3 separate regions of the Sus scrofa genome follow, and all the other regions are linked to region 3. A link is a contact called in public targeted proximity ligation data. All regions are on one chromosome and are shown on one strand. The core of a region is the stretch at or near the end of the contact, and the rest is flanking DNA. Distances in the headings are between cores, read along the strand shown.

Region 1 (3,062 bases), core at 225-2,724, 130 kb before region 3:
CTGCCGTAACATTAGAATTTGAGGAGTTCCCGTTGTAGCTCATGAGGTTAAGAACTTGACATAGTATCAGTGAGGATGTGGGTTCAATCTCTGGCCTTATTCAATGGGTTAAAGATCTGGCATTACCGTGGCTGTGGTGCAGGCCAGCAGCTGCAGCTCTGAGTCAACCCCTGGCCGGCGAACTTCACATCCCACAGGTGTGGCCATGTTTAAAAAAAAAAAAAAATGAATTTGAACATTACTAGGCTCAGAGAAAGGGCCAGGAGGTGAGAGGGTCTTGGTGATGTTGAGCCAGTCTTCCAAGTTTGTACTACTGCTGGAGCCTTAGTGGCTCTTAATGTCAGACTATACTGAAGAACCAGTACTGAGGGAGTTCCCATTGTGACTCAGTAGTAACGAACCTGACTAGCATCCATGAGGACATGGGTTCAATCCCTGGCCTTACTCAGTGGGGTTAAGGATCTGGTATTGCTGTGAGCTGTGGTGTAGGTCACAGATATGGCTCAGCTCCTGCGTTGCTGTGGCTGTGGTATAGGCCGGCAGTTGAAGCTCTGATTTGACCCCTAGCCTGGGAACTTCCATATGGCTTGGGTGCGGTCCCCCCAAAACAAACAAACAAAAAAACCCCTAAAACAACCCAATACTGAGAAAGAGCTCACCTAAGAGGACCTAATGGGGCTACTCAAGATGCTGGTGTTATCACACCCATCCCAGTGGCCCCTCCTCCTCCCCCTCTAGTTTTAACAGGCACAAGGCATTGTTCCTGGAGCACCTCCTTCCCTGGCTGCCTCTACCCCTTCTCTCCTGGCTTGGGCAGCCTTTCTCTGAAGCACTGTCCACGTCCGTGGGACAAGGAGGTGTGTGTGGCAGTGGCGAGGGGAGATGCATAGGGGGGCTTCCAGAGTAAGTCAGGAGCAGCCCTTGATGGGGACCCACCGGTGTTCACTACCACGGCCCCTCCCAACTCCCACCACCCCCGTCACCCGTTAGAAACTCTTTAGGGCTAAAAGGAAAAAAAAAAAAAAAAAAGCAAAAACCAAAGCCCTCACTATATTTCAAGTATAAGTATTTCCTGGGTTAAGGGTTAAGTCTAGCAACGATTTTTCATACTGTTCTCTCATTTGCTTTCATCACATCCTAGCCGAGCACAGTGGGGGGAGCCAGGAAGTGGCTGAAGGAGAGACCGGGGAGGAGGAGGAGGAGGAGGAGGGATTGCACAGGAGGGCAGGGGAGCCCGGGGCTGGGGAATGACTGCACCGACGACACGTGACTTAAACCATCTCTGGCCTGTCTCCATTCACGATGAATTCTGGAAAAAGATCTCGACTCACAGGGCCTCTACCTGATGACAAACTATCTGCAAATAGTGTTTTTCTCTGGTTTGAGATTTGGTCCCAGCTTTTGTCACCAGTTTGGTTTCAGTTTCTGGCCCATGGTTGTCTCCTTTCTCTCCGCAGCCTATATTGCCAGGGCAATGCAATCTCCGATTCTTGCGAAGCTTTCCAGCCACTGGCCACAGGGCGCCCCGCCCGCATCAAGGGCTTTCCTTGCCACGGGTCCCTTGCCTGGTGCTTCCTGGCCAGGGCGGCTGCACCCCTCAGAGATAACAGGTTAAGGAGAGCTCTCTGCACACTTCAACCCAGTGTTGTCCCTCCGCTGTGAGACCAGAGGTCACATGGCCCCTCTTTCTCCTCTTTGAGCATCTCTCCCAGACAAGAAGCCGCATGACAACCCCAGTAATGAGCACCGTTGGTCAACTTTTGGGTTATGTCAAGAAGAAGAGGAGAGAATTTAGGTCCTACAAGTCCAGAGTCAATGGCTTGAAATCCACCCTGGACACTTCTGTTCTGCCAAGTTTATTGCCAGGGCTTCCTTCCCTTCTCCCCAACCTACCCCCTCACCCCCAATCCAAGCAGCTCAGTCTTCTCCCTGCTCCCATTTTATAATGGTTCATCAACCCGCAGGGCAGTGTGCCAGAAGACAGAAGTCCTGCCTGTTCTCTCTCAGATCCAGCAGGCAGGAGTGGTTGGTCAAAAGCATAGGTCTGCACCCTGACTGCCTGCATCAAGTCCTAGCTCAGATACTTTGTAAAGGTGAGAATTTAGGCAACCTGCTTAACATCTCTGTTTCCTATCTGTGAAATGAGCATGATTTATCTACACAGAGCATTGCTATGAGAATCAAGTGGGATACTAGGTAAAACTTAGACCCTGGCACGTTGTAAGTGCCATACTAGGTAAAATAGTTTTTCCTTTAAGGATTAATTCTTGAGAGGTAGCTTATCAACCACTATTATCCCTCTGGGATCAGACCTCAACCTTAAGCACATTCCTTCCTTCTAGGGATGGTCAGTGCTCTCAACTAGAGAGTTTACGATGAATGAAATAGTCATCGAAATACCTTTAAGCCAATCCTCATTCATTCAGGCTTAGAGAACTTCTCTCTGCAACAACTCGTTTTTCAGCTTACTGACCTCCATCAGTTAGTGGCTGCCCTGAAGCGCTTCACCATGCATTAAATGATTCATTCCAGTTTCTCCACATGGTTTCCCCGTGTCTTTTTAGCCCACCCCTAAATCAGCTTGAACAAGGGCCCGGGTTCCTGGCTCTCACTGTGTTCCCTCCTGTCAAATGATTATGGCATCAGCACATCACAAAAGCACAATGGACAATTTTAGAAGAATCTACAGGAACATAGAGGTAATACAAGCCACAATAAATTGTGAAGCCGAATTTTTCTAAAGATAGCTCTCCTGATGCCTCCAAGCCCAGCTACAACTGTAGGGTTTCATCGGGCTTTTATGTTCCCATGGTAACCAATGTACGTGCAAAGCTTATAAACATATATTACGAGAGCCTGTCAGTGGAAAACATGCAGCACCAAGAGTGAGAAGAGCCAGGTCTAACCTCAGCTCTGCATTTCATCAGCTGGGTGGTCTGGGAAGCTACTTATAAGGATCTGAGCCCGGGTTTCAGACTCCGTCAGTGTTCCTCAAAGTATGTGCCTCAGGTCACCTACCTCCAAATCAATGGTTATGCTTTCGTAAAGTGCATATTCTTCAG
Region 2 (2,897 bases), core at 330-2,829, 160 kb before region 3:
GAGCCAGACACAAAAGGTCACATATCGTATGATTCCATTTACATGAAATGTCCAGAAGAGGCAAGTCCATGGAGACAGAAAGTGGATTAGTGGTTGCCAGGGCCTGGAGGAAATAGAGAATGAGGAGTAATTGCTAATAGGCACTGGGTTTCTTTTTGGCGTGATGGAAACGCTCTGGAATTTGAATGTGGTGGTAGCTGTACAACATAGGGAAGACACTAAAAACCACTGAAGCAAACACTTTGAAAGGATGAGTTGTGTGTTACGTGACAAATATCTCAATTTTTAAAAGTGCTAAAAAAAAAAGCCTATTTATGGGAGGATGATAATTGAAAAAATATCATGATACTAACACACACACAAGATAGAATAGTACGTATTTTGTGACGTTGAGCATTGTGGTACAAAGAGCAGTAGGTTAGGAGTTTCCACTGTGGCACAGTGGGTTGGGGATCTGGCATGGTCTCTGTGGCAGTGTGGGTCTGATCCCTGGCCTGGCGCAGTGGGTTAAGGATCTGGCATTTCCACAACTGTGGTGTAGGTCGAAGCTGTGGGGTGGATTCAATCCCTGACCAGGGAACTTCCATGTGCAGAGGGTATGCCCGCCCCCCCGCAAAAAAAAGAAAGAAAGGAAAGAAAAAAAATGCTCTGTGGGTTAAGGATCTGGCATTGTCACTGTGGCGGCTCAGGTCACTGTGTGGTGCTGGTTTGATCCCTGGCTGGTGGAATTTCCGCGTGCCATGGGCGAGGCCAAAAATAAGTAAAAAATAAATAAAATAAAATAAAATAAAATAAAAAAGCTAAAAAGTCACTTAACCTCTCTGGGCTTCCATTTTCTGGTCCCCACACATCATGCAGACAGCCCTAGCAGAGGCTACTACCTTGGAGGTGCTACTGAAGGTGGGAGGGATTTGACCCCCACCTTTCCAGAACCCAGTTCTTTGGGGCCAAATGCTTCTGAAAGCCAGATCATCTCTTTCTCTCACAGCTTCCATCTCCTCCCCTCATGTCAATCCAGTTCTGTGCCTCTGACCAGGGTAGCAACTGAGACCAGTGTTCAGGCATGAGATTCATGTACAAGTTCTTAAACATTTTGAATTAATTAACATATGTGGAAAATGGGGAGATTTCACAGACAAATGAAATTTTTTCTTTGTCTTTTTTGCATTTTCTAGGACTGCACCCAGTCCTGGAGGTTCCCAGACTGGAGGTTCCCAGACTAGGGGTCTAAGCAAAGCTGTCACCGCCTACACCAGAGCCACAGCAACCCAGGATCTGAGCTGCATCTGAGACCTACACCACAGCTCATGGCAATGCTGGATCCTTAACCCACTGAGCGAGGCCAGGAATTGAACCCGCAACCTCTTGGTTCCTAGTCAGATTTGTTAACCACAGAGCCACAACTGGGAACTCTTGACAAATGAAAATATTAAGTTCTGGTGGCTTTTTTCCCCCAAATTAAAAGCTCTGGAACATTCGGCCACAGGCCCACGTGACAATGACTAGCTGAACAGTGGTTGTCTCCACTTAGAGCGGAACAAGCTCTACAGTTGACCACAGTCTTCACCAACCCCTGTTGCTTCATAACACTGGGGTTGGCCATTCTTGGGCCTACTAATCACACTTGACCTATTACAGTGTGACTATCACACTTGACCTCGTACGGTGAAAAGGAAAGCAAAATGTGTCATGTACTCATATGTGCATCATTTTTTTTTTTTTTTTTTGAAACATCTGGTCTACCTCACTGATGTAAATGATCTTCCTGCCCTTGGAAGACTTTGCATTTGAGATTTTTGCCCCAGACTTCTGATATTTGAAACTTATTCCTTGGAGCAAGGGAAGCTTAAACCTCGAGGATATTCTCAAGGGCAGTGGTTCTCAATCAGGGAGGATTTTGCCCTCCAGCGTACATTTGGGACTGCATGGAGCCATTTCTGATGGTTCTGACTGGGGTGGGGGGATATGCGTGGCATCTGGTCAACAATGCTGCCAAATATCCTACAGCCCTAACAACAAGGTATTACTTGGCCCCAAATGTCAATAGTGACAAAGTTAAAAAACATGTTCTAGGGAATCGGTTGGGGGAAGGATGAAGGGGAAGCAAAAAATGCTTCTTAGCCATACCTGAGAAATGAGACCCTAAATATTATATCAACCAGTTAAATCACATCACTAATAGATAGATGCCCAGGCCAGGGATCCTTCATAGAAAAATTCTCATTTAAACACAAATTTTGACATTTTAATTCAGGGGAAAAAAAATGAATACTTAGTAATAATGCTTCAGTCTTGAAAAAAGAAAAGCATTATCCAGACTGATCACTGCCTTTCATGGAACCATCAGTCTTGACTTCTAATGACTTTTGAACATTTCAAGAATTAAAATTTGCTTTCAAAAACAGTGATTTGCCATGATTTGCTGTCACTGAAGATGTGCAAAATAACATGATGCATATTGTAATGAAATCTTTGATTTTAATGGGATTTTAAGGATGAGTAGCTAATGTAAAATTATAATAACTTTAACTCACTGAGATTGGTTAGATCAGGAAACCATTTTATATTATATTATTAGAAGATAAGAATTATATAGCTATTTCTAGTTCTTATTTTTTAATCCCTGGCTCTCTTGTTTTCTAAATAAGTATACACATACAGATGTGTTTTGATATGTAAATCTGATCCTTAAAAATGTCAGTTATATGTATTGATTGGTTTTAAAATATTTGCATTCAATTAAAGGATTTATTAAATTAAAAAAGGAGAAATGTGAAACAACTACTGAAAGAAATATTTCAATTTTTGTAGCATCAGAATAAATATATAACCTCTCAAGATGACCAGCTTGGAAGGGATGATAAATATTTATCTATCTATCTATTTATTTATTTTGC
Region 3 (2,959 bases), core at 400-2,899:
TCGTAACCTAGCCTGGGAACTTCCATATGCTGCAATCGGGGCCCTAAAAGAAAAAGAAAAGAAGATCTAAACCTCATTAAACCCACCTTCATTTATACAGAATTGTTGAAGTGCTACAAGAATGACATTCCTACTTATTTATTTATTTGGTGTTGTTTAAAAATACAGGAATTACAACTTTTATAAAATTATTCCTTATTTTCTAAATAGTCCACAAAATTTAACCTGACTTCACCTCAAATAGTTTGAAGGCACAAGACTATGTTCTTACGAGAAATTTAAGTATTACTATGAAATTTTTACAGCTGTAAGGGCCATCCAGGATCATCTAACCTGAATCATCTAATTCGATCTCCCTGTTTTACAGGAAAGGCTACTGAGAGCCAGAGAGACCATTAACTGTACAACCATCATCTCTAAGGTTCTAGCCTTATTCATGATTTATGGTAGAAATATAAGGTACATCATCTTCAACATAACGGGTTTTCACAATTCTCCTATAATATGTTTCCATTCGTGCTCCAAATTATGTGCTAGATGAAGCTATCATTTACTGCATCCTTAATATAAATGTCCCATTCCAGTGACATAAGATGGTGGACATTCGACTATACAACCCTAGGCTATACAACCCCAGAGAGGATCTAGTAAGCGTCTCTGAGGTGTAGTCTGATTGCTTGTGAAGGCAGGCTAATCACTCTAGTCCAGGCTCTATGATGTTTATACTCGTGGCCTAGGTAGATCCTTAGAATTCAGGAATTCCCTACACATCACTATTAGACCCACATCTTACCCCATTCATTCCAAACCCTAAGGACCCTAAGAATATACAGTGAAAAAATGACTGAAAAAAGGCCTAAGGGCCTAACTTAACCAAATCCTTAGAAATGGCATGTTTATGTATAGACACCTTATGGAGTGTCAGGTATTTCCTCTTTCTCCCCCCTGGAAATAAGAATTAAGGAGGAGACCTTTGGTAGGAAGTGAGTACAGAGTTTTAGTAAAAGAGCTGAGGAGTATCTGAGGCTTTAGAGGGAGGCTTAGGAGTTCCCACCATGGCTCAGCAGTAATGAACCCGACTAGTGTCCATGAGAAGTGGGTTCCATCCCTGGCCTCACTCAGGGGGTTAAGGATCTGGCATTGCCATGAGCTGTGGTGTAAGTTGCCAACTTGGCTTGGATCCTGCGTTGCTGTGGCTGTGGCACAGGCTGGCAGCTACAGCTCTGTTTTGACCCCTATCCTGGGAACCTCCATATGCCACAGGTGTGGCCCTTAAAAGATAAATAAATAAATAAATAGAACCTTAATTCTTTTCCTGCTATCTCTCCTTTGGACTGTGGTAGCCTATTTGGTAGCCTATTTGGGGGAGGTACCTTTTGATACCCCAAGAAAAGAAAGGAGTGAGGTATATGCTTAGAAATGGCTCTGGGTTCAAGAACGAAATAAGAATTTTTTTTTTTCCTACAAGGTTTTTAATGTTTTTTTTTTATTCCCAGCTCGTGAGGATAAAAATAAGCAAAGGGTTACAAGGAGAAGTTGTATTTTTGGGCTGGAGATTTCCTTACGCTGCCACTTAGGAACCTAAGTGGTAGGGCAAGAAGTGGGAGTTGCCAGTACTGTAAAGCAGAAGTGAATCAGCAGTCCTCACAGCTTTGTCGCTTCTTAAGAGCGGAACAGTAATTTCAAGTTGGGACAATAAATCCAGCAATCCTCTTTCTGACAGAGCCCTGGCCCCCACACAGCCTCTCCTGGTAAAATGGCAGATGTGGAAGGTGGCTCAAGTTTACATCTGTATACTCAGGTTCTAGGGACCTTTTCAGAAACGGGAATAGGGGCTGACAAATCCGCCGTATCAGTTTCCCATGGAACTATTCTGATGGACCGCCCAAGACCACCAGGTCACTGTGACCACCAAGGGAAGGAGTGGTCAGGGATGAAGGGCTGCACATTTTAATATCTACATGGCTCTTGTAGATTAGCTCTCTTTTGGGAAATGTCATCTCAATAGAGTGTTTTTCCTTAACACTGTCAATTAAAATTGTTTGCTAGATTTAGCAAATACAACCTTCATTTTCCTTCTGGTCCTTATTTTTGGTCTCTCGAAATGATTTAGCATTTTGTCATTTGGCCTGTGACAGATAGTAAGGAGACTGGGAATAATATGGCAAATGCCATCATTTAAAAAAAATTTTTTTTTCTGTATGAACTGTAGATAGCGTCATGATGTACTATAAAATTGTTAGAGTTCTTTTTTAAAACGGTGAACAACTGCTACTTTAAACTTTTCTCCTTGTACTCCAGAGAACTGCATTGTCAAGCAAAGATAATTATGATAAGAAAATTATTCTTTAAAATACTATGAAAAGATAATTACTTCATGGTCTTCAAACAGCAGATGGGAGAATAAATGTCTTATATTTAGATAAATGAAACAAATTACATTCTCAGAATTAATAAGCTTTGGATTTGGGAAAATGATCTAGGAAATTAGCATCTTAAACTGTAGAAAAGTGTTAAGAACAGATACAAAAACAAACTAAAGGCGGAGTTCATGCAGTGGATCGTTGGCATCTTAGAAGTTCTGGGACACAGACTGGATCCCCAGCCAGGCACAGTGGGTTAGGGATCCGGCATTGCCACAGCTGCAGCTTAAGTCATAACCACAGCTTGGATCTGATTGCTGGCCCAGGAATTCCATATGCCTCCAGGTGGCCAAAGAAAAAACAAAAGAAAAAAATAAACAAAAAGAAATATCTTTCAATTGATATGTGTCCTTTGCCCTAAGGTGAATCTCTAATAGGCAGCATATTGTAGGGTCTTGATTTTTTTATCCTTTGAAAATTATAATGCAATATACAAATATAAGATGCTAAATTTTTTGCTTAGTGTCCCAATAAAAGTTCACTTTAAAAAAGTTTAATCTGGAGTTTCTGTTGTGGCCCAGCAGAAACAAATCTGA

The links.
Region 1: a targeted proximity ligation map of alveolar macrophages shows a contact between it and region 3. A contact is called at or near these places in 2 of 47 Hi-C or Micro-C datasets (both in embryonic fibroblasts) and 1 of 2 datasets of targeted methods (alveolar macrophages).
Region 2: a contact with region 3 is called in a targeted proximity ligation map of alveolar macrophages. A contact is called at or near these places in 1 of 47 Hi-C or Micro-C datasets (fetal liver) and 1 of 2 datasets of targeted methods (alveolar macrophages).

Annotation. Positions count from the first base shown.
Region 1 is chr4:36,553,528-36,556,589 of Sscrofa11.1, reverse strand. The region is part of intron 1 of LOC110260247 (a long non-coding RNA gene); the gene reads right to left. Among named protein-coding and RNA genes, the nearest start is that of RNF19A, 140 kb to the left of the region's middle.
Region 2 is chr4:36,575,968-36,578,864 of Sscrofa11.1, reverse strand. All of the region lies in intron 2 of LOC110260247 (a long non-coding RNA gene), which reads right to left. Among named protein-coding and RNA genes, the nearest start is that of RNF19A, 110 kb to the left of the region's middle.
Region 3 is chr4:36,420,636-36,423,594 of Sscrofa11.1, reverse strand. The region is part of intron 1 of ANKRD46 (ankyrin repeat domain 46); the gene reads right to left. Among named protein-coding and RNA genes, the nearest start is that of ANKRD46, 21 kb to the right of the region's middle.